2 separate regions of the Mus musculus genome follow, and region 1 is linked to region 2. The links are chromatin contacts, called in public Micro-C maps. All regions are on one chromosome and are shown on one strand. The core of a region is the stretch at or near the end of the contact, and the rest is flanking DNA. Distances in the headings are between cores, read along the strand shown. Region 1 holds the start of Ing3 (inhibitor of growth family, member 3). Region 2 has its middle 42 kb from the start of Tspan12.

What was found. A called contact is a pair of places that touch in the nucleus more often than the background predicts.
Region 1: a Micro-C map of muscle stem cells shows a contact between it and region 2, with 2.7 times the contacts expected there. The contact joins the promoter of Ing3 here to the enhancer-like site in region 2. A contact is called at or near these places in 4 of 484 Hi-C or Micro-C datasets (the C2C12 cell line, the G1E-ER4 cell line, liver and 1 more), 1 of 115 datasets of contacts at active chromatin or transcription factors (embryonic stem cells) and 2 of 9 other capture datasets (adipose tissue and pancreatic islet).

What each region holds. Positions count from the first base shown.
Region 1 is chr6:21,948,072-21,951,103 of GRCm38.p6, forward strand. It overlaps Ing3 (inhibitor of growth family, member 3), which reads left to right and starts at 1,544. Exons shown (of 12, transcript NM_023626.4): 1 at 1,544-1,722; 2 at 1,967-2,038. The coding sequence starts at 1,695.
Region 2 is chr6:21,892,877-21,896,026 of GRCm38.p6, forward strand. No RefSeq gene overlaps it. Among named protein-coding and RNA genes, the nearest start is that of Tspan12, 42 kb to the left of the region's middle. Within about 2 kb of position 1,750, at least 28 of the 459 cell types and tissues checked have an H3K27ac peak or open chromatin away from gene starts, as enhancers often do. A contact at or near this core is called in the C2C12 cell line, liver and muscle stem cells, where this site is marked.

The DNA of each region.
Region 1 (3,032 bases), core at 294-2,793, 55 kb after region 2:
ATGAAGTATTTTCATTACAGGTTCCAATTCAATCTATCGGTGCAATAGAATAAACCTCAACTACATAACTTAATTTGACCCTAAGTTTGATGGTGTCTTGCAGCAAAGTTGCAGAGTCAAATGCTAATATTCTCTAGCAAAACTCGATTTTAACTCCAGCAGTGAAATTTCTCTATATTTATAACCCTGGAAAAGTGAATTCAGAGTTAAAAACCCCAACACAGATGAAATTAGGCACTGTAAACAAACGTGGCTGCTTTTGAACAAAGAGCACAAACAGATAAATAGTTTTAGTACAAAATTTAAATTAAACAGGTGTAGACTAAATATATTTAACATTCAAGTAATAAGAAAATGGCTTTAAAAGAAGACAAAAGAGAATACAAGTATGTCATTGTAAATAAAATTGTAACATAAAAATATTGAGTAGTGAATAAAATGTGTCATACTGATTTATTTTCTTTTGTATGAGAAAGGGTCTTCCATAATCTGGGTTGGCTTCTAATTGCCTATGTTGCCAAAGCTCACACTCCTAATCCTCCTGTCTCAATTCTCCCACTTAGGGGATTACAGGTGTGTGGTGTTATAATCCACCAGATAGTCTAAGAAGGGATCATTTTCCCCAAAACACAGAAGCATTTAGTGTACGAATTTTTATGAAAGGCATTTTTAAGATAGAAACGGGGCGGTGATACACTTGTTATACCACCAGTGAACATTTGCTAGGGTTATTAAAAAAGCCTGCCCAGAACTATAAACATTAACCCAGCTACTTACCCAACATAAATTTAAATCATTGTTAGTATATGCCAGCAATGCATTAAATCACTATAATTTATGGTTGGTTGTTATTTATTCATCTATTTATTTACTTTATTGCGGATGCATTTGAACAGTTGTTTTACAATGAACACAAGATACACCGCAAAACATAACTGGCTACTGAATACTATTTTGGGTGTCTTTTAATTTGGGAAATGCACATTCGCTCCAGTCTCACTATAAATTATCTTAACGTTGCAGGGACACCAATCACTTGTCCCATTTATTTATCAGGAGTGAATAATGAAGATAAATTCCAGCAGCGAGTTCTGTTCTAAACAACCTGAATTTTCCGAACTTAGCCGATTATTCTAGCGTTTGGAATCTTTGCTATTTGCCTAGCACAGCCAGAAATCCATGACTCACAAACGGCGGGCTTAGAATCACCGCCCAGAACAGGTGAAAAGTTGTTCCTAGTTGTGTCAGGCAGGCGCATACAACTCCCGTCATCCCCCATGTAAGAAATCAACAAATAAACAGAGGCACCGCATTTCGGATTCTGGCGTGCCCGTTTCGCGCAGGCGTGTGGTTTCTGTAGTTGCCACTCCAAGAGACACCCTCACTAATGGCCACGCTCGGGGAAAAAGAAGACTACATTTCCCAGAATACCGCGGAGATCCGCACCGGCCGGTTGACGTCATCGCTGCAGACAGCCAATAGCAACGGCGGGCGGCAGTGAGGCAAGCGCCGTCAGGCGCCAAAGTGGAGCCTTTTTTTTTTTCCTTTGCTTTTTTTTTTTTTTTTTTCCTTTGCCGGAGTCGAGCGGGTGCTGCTAGCGGAGGCGCCATATTGGAAGGGACAAAACTCCGGCGACAGCGAGTGACACAAATAAACCCCTGGACCCGTTCGTCCCCGCAACAGTCAGGGCCGCGATGTTGTACCTAGAGGACTATTTGGAAAGTGAGTGCGCGGCGCCGGCGACGCGGCGGGCGGGATCGGCGGCGGGCGGGAGCGCGAGTGGCCGGGCGGGCGGGATGGCGGGAGGGAGGGGGAGCGGGGGATGTTTCTTTCTCACGGTAACTGGCAGCCTCGTTGTGAGCCGCCCCCCCTCCCGTACGCACGCACGCACGCACGCACACACGCGTGACGCCAGCGCGTCCCTTCGCCGTTGGCCCCGCCCTCTGACGGACTGTGCCTTTGACAGTGATTGAGCAGCTTCCGATGGACCTACGGGACCGCTTCACGGAGATGCGCGAGATGGATCTGCAGGTGCAGAGTAAGTGGCGCGTCTCCACGGCCCCGCGCAGCCCCGGCCTCCCTCGGGCATCGCCTGGCGGGTCCTCCGCGCTACTTTTTTCAGGCTGTGACAAGGAGGCGGCGGGCACACCGTACCGTTAACACGCGGGGCACAGCAAACACAGTTGTTTGTGTACTGCATGGAGATGACGACACTGCACCGCAGTGGAAACTCGCGTGATTTTCAGAAGGTTTGCACCCGAGCCTGGATGTGGAAACTTGGAGTTCTGCATTCAGACTTAAAAGTTCATTACATTCCGAATTTCTCCAGAGCAAAGACATAGAAGGGCAGGCTAGGGACCCTAGTGAACTCGGAAGGCCGAACTTTGACAAGTTGCATATTAATGGAAGACACTTAGAGCTGTGAACAGCGTGGACACTTTCTCAGCCAGAAATGAGTGAGAGAGATCAGATTTTAAGGAAATCACCCGCTTGCTCTTTAGAAAACTGTAGACGTTTGATAGGCTTCCCTACTGGTTTCTTGTTTTGTAAACACAACCACGTCATTCAGGCTGGTCTCACACTCAATATGTATAATAATCCTAGGCTTGCTCTAATCTCCTCATCTTCCTGCTTCTGTCTGCCTAGTGCTTGGCTTTTCAGGCATTGCTAGCATTGATTTTTTTTTCTGTCAGTGCTTGGCAGCTTTATATGTGACTTATTTCCAAAATGAACCTTGTTCTTTTGAAAAAGCCAGACTGGAAGAGGCTCAAAGGTAACTTGAGTTTGCTAAGGGCTTGTTCTCTTCATTCATGAGCCTCTGCCGCCCCTGCCCCTCATTTCTGTACCTTTTGTCCCTGACTGTACTTTTCTCATCTCAGTCTCTGGGTCATCTCTTGGGGTGCATTGCCCAATAGCCTCTCATAAATCTGTGACTGGAATAGGTGTGCTTTTTCTCTTTGACTTTAAGGTAGTTGCAGTAGTAAACACCTGCCGAAGCACATTCCAGAGGGATTGAGTAGAGTTTGGTGGCA
Region 2 (3,150 bases), core at 500-2,999:
GCACTTAAACCCAATGTACCATCACTTATGGCCCATTAACTATATGAAAAGCTATAGGATTCTTCTCGAGGTAGCTCAAACTGTGAAAGCCAAACACCAACTTTGACTTATGCCAAAGGATATGTATTTTATCTTTTTTTTACTTGTGACTTTTTAAACGCTGGGTTAATAAATAAAGTGTGAATGAAAGAGGGGGTGGATAGGTTAGGATGGGAGAGGAGTGTGTGTGTGTGTGTGTGTGTGTGTGTGTGTGTGTGTGTGTGTGTGTTTTATCTGTCTTTTTGTATCTTGGTATCTGTGCATCTCAGACATATGTAGGAGGAGAGAGGAAGTTGTATATTTGAGATAAGAAATAGGAATTATGACAAATTTAAACTACAATAGGACTTCTCTGTCTGCAGCAGAGGTCATATCTGAAAATTCCTTAGAAAATTTATGGTTGAGAAAAATAAAAGGGGGGTAACTGAAATTAGAAATTAACCTATTAAGGCTTTTATACTATTTAATTCACCGTACAAAGCAGGAAAGAAGCCATTATCACCAAGGACAAAGTCAATGATGATTAATGAAGCAAGTCATAGCTTCTTTTGTGCTGTTATTCTCTATTTATCATCGAAGTCACTATTTAGGCTCTCTTTCTTCATTGTAGTCTCAACAAGAGGCATGCCCAGCTGTTGGATCAAGTTAAGGATTAGGCACAAGTTAACATTTTTATAGAGCCAGAGTCCCTGGGGTCCAGGGTGGGATCAACAAGGCAGCCAGAACACAGAAATCTAAGCAATAATTTTAAGTCATCTAAGTTCTTCATGTGTTTTACTTAAAATCTGGAATGAAGTCCTACCAACTATTATCATATCTAAAATCTCCTCTTTCTCATCAGCTCCTGTTACAAGATCATGTCTGTGCCCCTTACCAAAAGTCCTGTAAAATAGGCTTCTATGCAAGTTTTAGTTTTTAAACCTCTCTCTGGCCCTCTAATTGTTCACATCCTGTCCCATCCCTCCTACTAATAATACATCAGGAAGACTGTCAAATAAGTCAGAAGCTTTTCTGAGATCAGTAGAAGGGAGAAAATTAATTTAAAAAGACTGAAACCATTTCAATAGCCGATGAAGAGAAGAAACGCATGTATTATCATTGTTTAATAAATTACGTCTCAAAAAGACCTTCTGATTTAAGCACCTAGAGGTGCCAATGCCAGATGCCAGTCCATTCCTCCCTGACTCTAGGGTAGCAATTTTATTCATGACTCAGCTCGCTTATGCCTCTTTTTGAGACTATGTTTTCTTTTCAATACTTTTATCTTTCTCTCATTGAAAATAGATGTTTTTCATACAATGTGTGCTGATCACCCAACTTTCCCTTATTTGTTTTCCTTATCATTTTTGTTTCTAGAAGAAAGAGTTGCTCTTTCTTCAATTACCTACAAGATGACTTGAAAAGCACATCACATGTAAAGGTATGTTCAAAATTGGACAAGTGACACAGTGCATACCTGAATAAATGAACTAATCTTGTTCCATCAAACCCAGAAATGTTTGCTGAGAAATAGCTACTAAATTTGCAAGTTAGCCTTAGCTTGTACCGGTACACTTCCAGGTAGATTGTTTTGCTGAAGGCGTGATTCCAACGCTTTAGCTTCTCTGTTCAGTTATGATATGGTCCTCTGCCCACTGGATACAAATGCTACCCCGCCCTGCCTCCTACAACAACAGCTGCTTCCACATCCTGTTCACAGTGGTGTTCGGTTACACTGGGAATGGCTGAAATGCCAGAGAACTGGCTGGGATCCAGAATCTTGGTGGTGGTGATATTATCTGGTCATTTTAAATACAGCATGGCTCCACTTGATGGCGATGAAATATATTCCAAATTACATACTGTAATTATGACAGATGGGATCTCAGAAATACGCCTCAAGCATATGGAATCTGCCACTGTTCTTCTAACCTTTAGTTTGGCTGGGAACCTGAAGACAATTTGTCTTCCAGCCATGCCAGTTTGGGATTTATTTGGTATATTGATGTATCCTTTCACTTTTTGTCTGCTTATGTTTATATGTAGTAATAGCTTTAATCCTGGTTTGGCTAAAATAAATGTTCAATGACTATGGCATATCTGTAGCATAATTTTGAAAATTATACCTTGAAAGTGCCTTTTAAGTGTTTGTTTGTGTGTGTGTGTGTATAACTGTATGTGTGTGTATGTGTTTTTGTGTGTAACTGTGTGTGTGTGTCTGTGTCTGTATGTATATTAATGTGCATGTAGAGGGCAGAAGACAAACTAAGATCCATTTTTTGTTGTTATTTTTGTTGCTGTTATTGTTTGTTTATTTTGTTTTGAGACAAGGTTTCTCTTTGGCCTGGAGCTTGCTAATTAGACCAGATTGAACACCCAGAGAGCCTTAGGGATCCCTCTATCTCCACCTCCCTGTGCTGTGATTACAAACATATACAACTACACCTGCCTCTCCACATGTGTACTGGGGTTAGAACTCATGCATATGAAACAAGCACTTTGGCTGACTCAGCTATCTCTCCAACCCTCAAAACAGTCGCTTAATACTAAATAAAATAGCCTGAACCATGTTTTGTGTCACATGCTCTTGGAAATCTGGCCAGAATGTATTGGGTCATGCAAAAATCAATGTCTGATCTCCAATGACCTGGTTTGCCAATTGCTAAGAACTCTCTGGTCATTAGAGACACCATGATCTTTGTGATTACATGACTCTCTTGAAACTGTGGACACAATAATCAGGCTAAAATTAGTGAAACAAAATAAACCAAACAATAGAAACAGACACTGAAGACTCAACAGTGAAGAAAGGACAGGGAGTCAGAGTTCAGATAAAGACTTGGCGGCAAGCAGAGATGAAGGGGGCTGCCACAAATGCAACTTGGGACTGACCTCTTGAGGGATTAGAGTTTAGCCAAAAAATGACAAATTTTATGTTCCAAAGCACATCAGTCATGAAACATGTGTGCCACTGGGTTTGAAAAATCTCTTCCTTAAAAGTAATTAACTGGAAATCCCCTGGTAAACTAAAAAATGAAATATTAATGTGTTATTGATAAAACTTGTATACTAAACATATATAACCTAGGTTTAGCTTGGTAATGATCTAGTGTTTCGAGCCTTCAGTTCATT